Regions from separate parts of the Pan troglodytes genome. Here region 1 is linked to region 2. A link is a contact called in public HiChIP or PLAC-seq data. All regions are on one chromosome and are shown on one strand. Each heading gives the region's core, a stretch centred on a gene start, on an enhancer-like site or on the middle of the called end of the contact. The rest is flanking DNA. Distances are from core to core; before and after follow the strand shown. Region 1 holds the start of AAAS (aladin WD repeat nucleoporin). Region 2 holds the start of AMHR2 (anti-Mullerian hormone receptor type 2).

Region 1 (5,575 bases), core at 1,472-3,971, 100 kb after region 2:
GCCGGAGACGAGCTGAGCAAGCTGAGCTCCGCCTCCTGTCAGATCAGCGGCATTAGATTCTCATAGTAGCGCGAACTCTGTTGTGAACTGCGCACGTGAAGGACCTAGGTTGCCCGCTTTTTATGAGAATCCAACTAATGCCTGATGATCTCAGGTGTAACAGTTTCATCCCAAAACCATTCCCTCCCCCGCTCCCCCTGGAAAAACTGTCTTCCACTAAACCTGGTGCCAAAAAGTTGGGGACCGCTAGGTTAGAGCCTTGCTACTTAAAATGTGGTCTGTGCAGTATCAGCTGGGGATTCTTTGGAACTATAGCCTCTGAGCGCCACCTTAGGAGATGCTCAGGTGATTCCTATGTCCCTTAACAGTTGAGAAGTACTAGATTAGAGGAGAGCCACTTGCCTTCTCAGGTGAAGTGCATTTTCAGGAGACTCTGGAGCCCTTTGTTTTCTGACCTGGTAGTAACTCTCTTGGGGGGAATTTTTCAGGTGAAAAAGAAGGGCAGACACGGAATCCAGAATACTAGAACTAAATGCCCCCTAGATTATTCAATGAGACTGGTAGCTCTTGGGAGTGGGGACAGCCTTCTACATCTTCAAATCACTTAACATTTGTTAATGAACTCTGACCAAGGTCACCTAGTTGATGGCACAGTTATAGCTATTAACCTCTGACATTTGTTTAGCACTTTAAAATTTATTAAATAGCTTCATTTTATTATTTTGTATGGAAAACAACCATATGAAATAATTAGGACACTGCAAATGAGAAAAGTGAGACTCAAAGAATTCAATGTTTTTTCCAAAGTCTGTAAGAGGGGCCCCCATTCTCTTTCTTTCTTTCCTTTCTCCCTCTCCCTTCCCTCCCGTTTTTTTTTGTTTTGTTTTGTTTTTTGTTTTTTTTTTTGAGACGGAGTTTCGCTCTTGTTGCCCAGGTTGGATGGAGTGCAGTGGCGCGATCTCTGCTCACTGCAACCTCCGCCTTCCAGGTTCAAGGGATTCTCCTGCCTCAGCCTCCCGAGTAGCTGGGATTACAGGCATGCACCACAATGCCTGGCTAGTTTTGTATTTTTTAGTAGAGATGGGGTTTCTCCATGTTGGTCAGGCTGGTCTCGAAATCCCGACCTCAGGGGATCAGCCCACCTCAGCTTCCCAAAGTGCTGGGATTACAGGCGTGAGCCACTGCGCCCGGCTCTTTCTCTCTGGCTTGCTTGACAGGGTCTCGCTCTTTGACCCAGGCTGGAGTGCAGTGGTGCTATCTTGGATCATTGCAGTCTGGATTCTCCTATCTCAGCCTTCTGAGTAGCTGGACTAAAGACGCTTGCCACCACCACGCTGGCTAACTTTTGAATTTTTTGTAGATACAGGGTCTTGCTATTTTGCCCAAGCTGGTCTTGAACTCCTGGGCTCAAGAGATCAGCCTCGGCCTCCCAAAGTGCTGGGATTACAGGTGTGAGCTACCACACCCAGCCTCACTTTTATTCTTAAGTGAGAATAACTGGTTTGGGTGTATCTAGGTCCAATCTCTCTGTGACTCACTTTCCTCATGGTGACAGAACAGCACCCACCTTATGGGGTTGTAAAGATTATAAAAGCACTTATCGTAACAAGTGCTCAGGAAATAGTTTTGCAGCCCGGCAAGGTGGCTCAGGCCTGTAATCCCAGCACTTTGGGAGGCCAAAGCAGGCAGATCACTTGAGGTCAGGAGTTTGAGACCAGCCTGGCCAACATGGTAAAACCTCGTCTCTACTAAAAATACAAACTTAGCTGGGCGTGGTGAAGCATGCCTGTAATCCCAGCTACTCCAGAGGTTGAGGCAGGATAATCGCTTGAACCGGGGAGGCAGAGGTTGCAGTGAGCTGAGATAACACCACTGCCTTCATCCTGGGCAATAGAGCGAGACCCTGTCTCTCAAAAAAATAAAATAAAATAAAGTTTTCCTTTTTGAGACGAAGTTTCCCTCTTGTTACCCAGGCTGGAGTGCAATGGTGCGATCTTGGCTCACTGCAACCTCCCCCTCCGGAGTTCAAGAGATTCTCCTGCCTCAGCCTCCCGATTAGCTGGGATTACAGGTGCCCGCCACCACGCCCGACTAATTTTTGTATTTTTAGTATAGATGGGGTTTTCAGCATGTTGGCCAGGCTAGTCTGCGAACTCCTTTCAGATGATCCACCCACCTCGGCCTCCCAAAGTGCTGGGATTACAGGCGTGAGCCACCGCGCCTGGCAGGAAATGTTAGTTTTCCAACCGTCCCCACCTCCCTTTCCAGGACGCCTAACCGTGTGGGTGCAGCACTGTTCCTCCTCTCTGAGGCTTTTCCCTCAGCTTTCCAGCCAGCTGCCTGTGACATAGCCTGTATTTTCCTCTGGGTGATCCACAGGCCTGGGAGGGTTAATTTGGTACTTCCCTGAATGTGGCTTATTTCGGGCTTTCTAAGCGCTAAGATAGTGAGTGGGAGAAGGTGTTCGGGAATTCGGAGCTGGGAAAAACGGTAGTCTCATGGAAAACAACAGAAAAAAACCCCACTCCAGTCTGGTAACCAACGGTTGGCCGGGGGACGTGTCCGCGCTGCTCCCCCTCCGGCCGCCAGGGGGCGCAGGAAGAAGCTTTGGCGGTCTGTCCCGGGACCGCGTACTCGTCCTTCTTTCCCGTTCGTCTTTTCTTCACTTCCGTTGAGTTCCGCCTCGCCGTTTGTCCCTTGCGGCTACCCGTCCGCATACGAATCTAGCCCGGGAACCGAGTTGCGGGAGTGCGGTCTGTGCCGTTCCGGCCAGGAGTTTGCCGACTGCAGACGTCCTGCGAACCGGCAAGATGTGCTCTATGGGGTTGTTCCCTCCTCCACCGCCTCGGGGTCAAGTCACCCTATATGAGCACAATAACGAGCTGGTGACGGGCAGTAGCTATGAGAGCCCGCCCCCCGACTTCCGGGGCCAGGTGGCCAGGGCGAGGAGGGAGGAGACCTACAGGCATGGGGGCGGAGTCGGGGACTACTGGGGAAAGGAGGCAGTGTGACAGGGGCAGGGTCACAGAGTCTGGCGGAGTGGAAACAGCTTGGTCCCGGCAGGAGACTAGAAGGGCTGGAATCTGTTTTAGGACTGGGATTGGAGTATAACGGGGGAACGGTTAAGGAGCTGTGGGGGAGGCCTGGAGAGAATGAGGGAGAATCTAGGGAGTGTGAGGATGCGGGAGAACTATCTAAAAGTTGGGGACAGTATCTGGGGAGGATCAGAAGGATACAACATGGAACTTTTTTCCATGGTGTTCCTGGGAAGGACAAGGAAGGGAAACTGACATTTATTGAGCGTTTGCTATGTAAGAAAGAGGCTGATTCAGGTGTTTTCTAAAAATGTTATATGGTTTCATAATCACAGCAACCCTATGAAATATTATTCTAGTTGCACAGATACGGGAGCTAAGACTTGTTTCCCATTCTCACAAGTGTTAGCTTTGTGGAAATGGGAAACAGACCTCTGGAATCTCTTATACTTAGCCCAGCGGTGGGTTGGAGATGGCACGGAATTAAAGATTTGGGAAGAGACTGACTCACCGTCACACCCCTCACTTTTGTGCTATAGTGGATCAATCTTCCTGTCCTACAACTGACCAAGGATCCCCTAAAGACCCCTGGAAGGCTGGACCATGGCACAAGAACTGCCTTCATCCATCACCGGGAGCAAGTGTGGAAGAGATGCATCAACATTTGGTGAGGCATGGCAAAGGGTTTCCTGGGTCACAGTCTGCAGATCCTGGAAAATGAGTCACCACCCCTTTACCTTGGGGTGTTCTTCAAAAGACTTTTATTCAGGCTGTCTCCATGAGAGCTGTATATCCTAAATCATATGAAATTTTTAGTCCTTATTATAGAACTTAAATGCTCAATAAATGTCAGGTTCCCTTCCTTGCCCTTCCCAGGAACACTATGGAAAAAGTACTTCCATTTCATCTCTAGTAACTTGCCTTGCTTTCTGGCTTGATTAGGTGAACCTGCTCCCTGCCCCCACCTCATGTCATTACCACTTCTGAGCTTTTAACTAAAGCTCAGCAAGATCAGATATAAGGTTGCACTGAATAATCTCCTACATAGGTCATCCACTTTGCACTTGTAGGAGTGGAGCTGCACTACCTGGTTTCATTTTCTTTTTTCTTTTTTTTTTGAGATGGAGTTTCACTCTTGTTGCCCAGGCTGGAGTGCAGTGGTGTGCTCAGCTCACTGCAACTTCCACCTCCTAGGTTCAAGCGATTCTTTTGCCTCAGTCTCCCGAGTAGCTAGGATTACAGGCATGCGCCACCACGCCCAGCTAATTTTGTATTTTTAGTAGAGACAGGGTTTCTCCATGTTGGTCAGGCTGGTCTTGAACTTCCGACCTCAGATGATGTGCCCGCCTTGGCCTCCCAAAGTGCTGGGATTACAGGCGTGAGCCACCGCGCCCGGCTCATTTTCTTCTTTTTTTTTTTTTTTTTTGAGACGGAGTCTTGCTGTGTTGCCAGGCTGGAGTGCAGAGGTGCGATCTCGGCTCACTGCAGCCTCCGCCTCTCTGGTTCAAGCAGTTCCCCTGCCTCAGCCTCCCGAGTAGCTGGTACTATAGGCATGTGCCACCACGCCCAGCTAACTTTTTGTATTTTAGTAGAGATGAGATTTCACCATGTTGGCCAGGGTGGTCTGGCCTCCTGACCTCAGGTAATCTGCCTGCCTTGGCCTCCCAAAGTGCTGAGATTACAGCTACTGCACCTGGACCTATTAATGGCACATATTAATTCCTTTAAGGGTTATTTATGCCAGGCGCAGTGACTCACGCCTATAATCCCAGCGCTTTGGTAGGCTGAGGCCAGCAGATTGCTTGAGCTTAGTTTGAGACTAGCCTGGGGAACATGGCGAAACCATGTTCTTTTCTCTACAAGAAAAGTACAAAAATTAGCTGGGTATGGTGGCATGCACCTTTATTCCCAGCTACTTGGGAGGCTTATGTATAGGAGGATCACTTGAGCCTGGGAGGTGGAGGTTGTAGTGAGCCAAGATTGTGCCAGTGCAGTGGCACTGAGTGAGACCTTGTCTCAAAAAAAAAAAAAGGGTTACTTAATATTTTTATTAATACCATTGCCATTTGTAGGATAAATTCCTAGAAATTAAGTTGCTGGCTCAGAGGGTATGTTCATCTGTAATTTTGTGAGCTGTTCCAAATAGCCCTCTGTCAAAATCGTACATGTATATGGTCCCACCAGCAGTGTATGGGAGTGCCTGTTTTCCAACACATGTGCTGTCAAGCTTTGATCTTTGGTACTTCAGTACAGTTTAATGGGCATGCCTGTGTGTGTGAAGTTGAATATCAGTTTGTTGAAAAGCCATTCATTCCCAGGCTCCTTGTCTCCTACTTCTGTGGCTGCTGCTTCTCAGGCTTTTTGGTGGCTCCTCTTCCTGATGTCCCTTAAATGTTGGTGTTCTTGGGGCTAGATTTCCAGTCGATGCATCAGACCTGGTGTTCACGTGTTTACCAAATTATCCTGCTTGAATATTTCGCAGACTTCATATATTCAGCATGCTCAAATCCAGTCTCTTTATTTCTCTCTCCAAATCTGCT
Region 2 (5,969 bases), core at 180-2,679:
GTCACAGTGGAGGGACTCACAGCCTGGCTCATCACTGTCTCGGCATCCTGATGGGATGGGATTAGGGGAAGAGGAGAGAAAGGGGGGGCAAGGAAGAAAGCACAATGGGGTGTGGAAACAGAGGGTAAATCCCTTCTCTATCAGAGGCGTCCCTTCCATCTCTCATGGGCTTTTCTTTCCCACCAGATGTTCTATTTCTCCCCTTCCCCCTTGGTTGCCACCCACACCCCAGGATGTCTCTGTCTCCCACCCTAGCTATCACCTGCCATATACTTTGCCATTCACCTTGCATTTCCACCTGTGCCCGGTCTTGGGTCAGGTTCCAGATCCCAAAGCAGCAGCGGCTGTAGAGGCAGCGGATAGCTCTGGGGAGCTCTGTGCCTGTATCTAGCAGCTCTCCCAGTGTCTTTGTGCTTCCCCGCACTCCAGGGGCCTCAAAGAACACACAGGTTCGCCTGTTTGGGGGTGCTGAGGCCCAGGGTGGGGAAAGGAAAAGATTCAAGGTGGGAGTGAATGCAGAGGCAAAAAACTGGCCAAAAGAATAGACAAAACATGTTTCACATCCCAGCATCAGTATGGTAAAGCCACAGGAGGAAGCAGGGTCAGCAGAGGCCTGGAACCTGAGCCCTGCCATGGGGACACATGGCTCTATCCTTCACCCTTACTCACCCAGCCCACTCACCACTCTTCCAAAGGGGTGGCTCTTGCTTCAAGCACCCCTTTCCCTCGCTGGATGGATGGAGAGACCCTTCCCCTCCCTGTAGACACTTACCTTCCACAGCTGTGGGAAGTAATGCCCAAAGCCCCAAAGACCCTAGCATCTTGCTGGAGGATGGCAGCAGCAGCAGGAGGAGAGCATAAGCCAGCACAGCTGCCCCTGGCCAAATCTTTCTTCAGATACAGGGCATCCTGGGGCTTCTGATCCCTCAGTCCCCAACTCCGCCCCCCTCATCCTATCCCAGCCTCTGTGGGGGAGAAGGCTGCTGTGGGGGAGAGGGTGGGTGTGGGGAAAGCAGGGAAAGAAAGGGAGGAGCAGAGAACCAATCTCATATCCTCTTCTCTTCTGCAACCTCCTCTTTGCTCTGCATAGTGAGAGGAGGGGAACTTGGAGGCCCAGCTGAGAACCCAGTGATGCCTAATTTCAAATCTTTGCCCTTCCCTGACCTTGGAAGAAGATGCTGGACTCTGTTGACTCTTCTCAGGAGGAAACCAATGTGAGGTCAAATGCTTAGAGCCATTCAGCTCTGCCCAAGATCCTTTCTAGCCTAAGATTTCTTTATATTCAGGGTTCATATCTGCAACTGCTTGGGCAGAGGAAGTCCTCACAGCCCATATTAGAGGTTACCTTGTTTTCCAACTTAAGAATCAGAAAGTATACAAAACTTACCTGAATTTTTAAAAAACACATTGAAAACAGTAACAATGGTAAATTTTGCTATGTGGATTTTTTTTTTTTTTTTTTTTGAGACGGAGTCTCGCTCTTCTCCCCCAGGCTGGAGTGCAGTGGCACAATCGCAGCTCACTGCAACCTCCGCCTCCTGGGTTCAAGCGATTCTCCTGCCTCAGCCTCCTGAGTAGCTGGGATTACAGGCGCCTGCCACCACACCCGGCTAATTTTTGTATTTTTAGTAGAGACGGGGTTTCACCATGTCAGCCAGGCTAGTCTCGAACTCCTTACCTCAGGTGATTTGCCTGCCTCGGCCTCCCAAAGTGCTGGGATTATAGGCGTGAGCCACCATGCCTAGCCGTGGATTTTACTTAAAAAAAAAACAAAAACACATTGGTTCACAGGCTGAACAAATACCCATTATTAAGGAGGCAACAAATTTCTTATCAAGCACCTACTATGTGCTGGGGCACAGCTAGGGCTATGCATTTTACAATCATCTCATCTAATTCTCCCCTGAAATATTTATTATTATTATTTTATTTATTTATTTTTTGAGACCGAGTGTCGCTCTGTCACCAGGCTAGAGTGCAGTGGTGCCATCTTGGCTCACTGCAACCTCTGACTCCCTGGTTCAAGCGATTCTCCTGCCTCAGCCTCCCGAGTAGCTGGGATTACAGACACGCACCACCATGTCCAGCTAATTCTTGTATTTTTAGTAGAGACAGGGTTTCACCATGTTGGCCAGGATAGTCTCGATCCGTGACCTCGTGATCTGCCCGCCTTGGCCTCCCAAAGTGCTGGGATTACAAGTGTGAGCCACTGTGCCTGGCCTATTATTTTTATTATTTCCATTTTATAGGTAAGAAAACTGAACTTGCGTAAGTCGCCCAAAGTCATTCAGCTAGGAAATAGCAGAGCTGGAATTTGAACTTAGGCAGGTCTGACTCCAAAGTCCAGGTTCTAGTCTTATTTTTATTATTATTTTTGTACTTTTAGTAGAGACGGAGTTTCACCATGTTGGCCAGGATGGGGTCGATCTTTTTTTTTTTTTTTTTTTTGAGACGGAGTCTTGCTCTGTCGCCCAGGCTGGAGTGCAGTGGCGCGATCTCGGCTCACTGCAAGCTCTGCCTCCCGGGTTAACGCCATTCTCCTGCCTCAGCCTCCTGAGCAGCTGGGACTACAGGCGGCCGCCACCACGCCCGGCTAATTTTTTGTATTTTTAGTAGAGACGGGTTTTCACCGTGTTAGCCAGGATGGTCTTGATCTCCTGACCTCGTGATCCGCCCGCCTCGGCCTTCCAAAGTGCTGAGATTACAGGCGTGAGCCACCGCACCCGGCCGAAGTGTCGATCTCTTAACCTCGTGATCCCTCCGCCTCGGCCGCCCAAAGTGCTGGGATTGCAGGCGTGAGCCACCGCACCCGGCCGGCTCTATTCTTTGTATTACACCATACTGCCTGAAAGATGTACAAAATTCAACAATGAAAAAAAAAATTACCACTTAATACTATACTTGGACATTTGAATTTAAATTGTTGAGAAAATATGCATCATTACCTGCCAACAGGCCACTAACTAAAAAGGGAGGGTACAGTTCATACTATCACCACCAGAGGTCAGCAGAGGAGAAATTCCCTGCTGCGGTGAGAGGGCAGAAAGTACCTCCTCTGATGACTAATACTTATAGTATACCTCCTACATTTACCAAGCTTCAGGGACTATAAAATGTGAAGGGCGGGCACAGGATGTGGAGTTTCAGCATGGAGGTGGGAGGAGAGGGCTATGGCTTGTTCTGCAGTAGAGACAGAGGAGTCCAACTCCACCAGACTCTTTCCCAGAGTAAGAAACAACAGAAATAGGTAATCACTTCCACACCTGTGAGCCACTGGCTCCTTGAGAATTAAGAGTCAGAGGGGACTTGTTCTCTGTTTCCCTAGCTTTCTGTCCCCCTAGTGGCTGCCTGGAAACCCTTTCTTGGAATGATCTGGCTTAGACCAGGGAGGACAGTCTGAGTACCGAAATTTTTTTTTTTTTTTTTTTTTTTTTTTTTTTTTGAGACGGAGTCTCGCTCTGTCACCCAGGCTGGAGTGCAGTGGTGCGATCTCGGCTCACTGCAACCTCTGCCTACCGGGTTCAAGCGATTCTCCGGCCTCAGCTTCCTGAGTAGCTGGGACTACAGGCGCATACCACCACGCCCGGCTAATTTTTGTATTTTTAGTAGAGACGGGGTTTCGCCATGTTGGCCAGGCTGGTCTCAAACTCCTGACCTCAGGTAATCCGCCCCCCTCGGCCTCCCAAAGTGCTGGGATTACAGACGGGAGCCACTGCGCCCAGCTTGAGTACTGACTTTTTGATTCTGGGGTCTTTCTTCTGGGAAACCTGCATGAAAGGAAGAGATAGTAAAAGTTCCAGTAGTTGTGAAACAGCAGCGGGAGGAATGACCAGGGCTAGAGATAGCCGCCCATCCTTCTTTGGACCCTTCCAGGAGTCTGCAGGGCCTTGCCAGTGAGATGGAATGTTGTGCTTCCAGCTACTTTCCTTCACTAGCCCCAGATCAGATAAGTCTGGGGTGGTGTGTGTGGTGGGGTGTGAGGGGAGATTTGAAGGTAAAATAGCTTCTTGTGTCTGGAATGTCTCAGGAGACTATCTACTCCAGAGTGGGAGCAGCGTAAGGATCAGGCAGAAAGGCAGTCTCTTCACCCAAAGCTTCGGATAACTAATTCTTTCCAAGATAGAAACATTCCAGTCAGGTTTATGGGAACTATACCTGCTCTAGGCTGTTAGGTTTTAGAGTTAAGATGGTGATAGAGGCTGGGCGCTGTGGTTCATGTCTGTAATCCCAGTACTTTGGGAGGCCAGGAGTCCCCCTGGGTAACATAGCGAGACCCCCACCTATATTTTTTTTTTTAAAAATTTTCCTTTTTTTTGAGACGGAGTCTCACTCTGTCATTCAGGCTGGAGTAAAGTGGTGCAATCTCCGCTCACTGCAACCTCCGCCTCCTGGGTTCAAGCAATTCTCCTGCCTCGGCCTCCCAAGTAGCTAGGATTACAGATGCCTGTCACCATGTCTGGCTAATTTTTTGTATTTTTAGTAGAGATGGGGTTTCACTATGTTGGCCAGGCTGGTTTCAAACTCCTGATCTCAGGTGATCCACCGCCTAGGCCTTCCAAAGTGCTGGGATTACAGGCGTGAGCCACTGCGCGGGGCCAAAAAAAAAGTATTTCATTAGGTGCTGGGCCTACAAAGATAGAGATGTGATTACTGCCCTCTGGGAACTCATAGTGTAGAAATGCAGGTGGATATTGACAAGCAACCAGAAAACTGTTTCCTACTAGGGGCATGAGCAAAGAGCTATACAAATAGATCAAGTAAGCTAATTCTGCCTAGGGCATAGAAGAAAGGTGCCCAGAGAGTTTCACAGAGAAGGGGATATTTAAATAGTCCCAAAGGTAAACACAATGGTAAGAGGAGAACAGTCCTTCTAAGCAAAGGGAATGGCAAGAGTAAAGGCATGGAGATATAAACACAAAGGCTTGTGTGTTAAAGGTGGAAGGAGTGAGGAGGAAGCAGTATGAGGTATGAGACAGAAAATCACCTTAGAGAGAGACGGACCAGATTGGACAGGTTTTCAATTCTGTATCAAGGAGCTTAGGCTTTCCCTAAAAGCGAAGAATTTTAGGCAGGGGCCTGGTGGCAATTGGAAGATGGATGACTACTGGGGTTTGGAGAGATCAGTTGCAAGACCTAAGCAGTAAACAAAGTGAGTACTGAGACAGTGGAAATGAAAATAAAAGAGGAGGCCGGGCGTGGTGGCTCACGCCTGTAATCCCAGCACTTTGGGAGGCCGAGGCGGGCAGATCACGAGGTCAAGAGATGGAGACCACCCTGGCCAACATGGTGAAACCCCGTCTCTACTAAAAATACAAAAATTAACTGGGCGTGGTGGCGCGCGCCTGTAATCCCAGCCACTCAGGAGGCTGACGCAGGAGAATTGCTTGAACCTGGGAGGCGGAGGTTGCAGTGAGCCGAGATCACGCCACTGCACTCCAGCCTGGCGACAGAGCGAGACTCCATCTCAAAAAAAAAAAGAGGAAGAATTTGATATATATTGTATAGGTAATGTTGACAGGATTGGTAATCAAATTAATGTTAGTAGGTGAAAGGGAGAACTAAAAGATGATTCTGAGGTTTCAAGTATGAGTGATCAAGGAGCAGTGGGTGATATTATTAAGGGAGATGTGAAACACAAAGAATTATTTCTCCTTCTACTGTGTTGAATTTATCTGGAGGACATCCAGATGAAAATGTCTAGCAAGCAGACTTCCAGGTCAAGAGACAAGTTAGGGCTCAAGATTTGGGAGTCATCAACATGGACACAGTCTTATGTTAGAGTCTTATGTTAGAGTTTAAGAGGGAAAAGGGTAGAGAAAGGAAAGGACACAAGACAGGAACACAAATACTAAAGGATCACAGGAAGAAGTGGCTATGAAGGAGACTAAAAAATATAGAAATGTGCCACACACGGTGGCTCACGCCTGTGATCCCAGCACTTTGAGAGGCCGAGGCAGGCAGATCACCTG

What was found. HiChIP or PLAC-seq counts read pairs in DNA pulled down with a chosen protein or histone mark.
Region 1: a contact with region 2 is called in an H3K4me3 HiChIP or PLAC-seq map of stem cell-derived excitatory neurons, with 8 times the contacts expected there. The contact joins the promoter of AAAS here to the promoter of AMHR2 in region 2. A contact is called at or near these places in 1 of 7 Hi-C or Micro-C datasets (stem cell-derived neural progenitor cells) and 1 of 1 datasets of contacts at active chromatin or transcription factors (stem cell-derived excitatory neurons).

What each region holds. Positions count from the first base shown.
Region 1 is chr10:42,542,394-42,547,968 of NHGRI_mPanTro3-v2.0_pri, forward strand. It overlaps AAAS (aladin WD repeat nucleoporin), which reads left to right and starts at 2,722. Exons shown (of 16, transcript NM_001246431.2): 1 at 2,722-2,933; 2 at 3,575-3,702. The coding sequence starts at 2,811.
Region 2 is chr10:42,439,697-42,445,665 of NHGRI_mPanTro3-v2.0_pri, forward strand. It overlaps AMHR2 (anti-Mullerian hormone receptor type 2), which reads right to left and starts at 1,430. Exons shown (of 9, transcript XM_054663294.2): 1 at 773-1,430; 2 at 286-468; 3 at 1-47. The coding sequence starts at 821.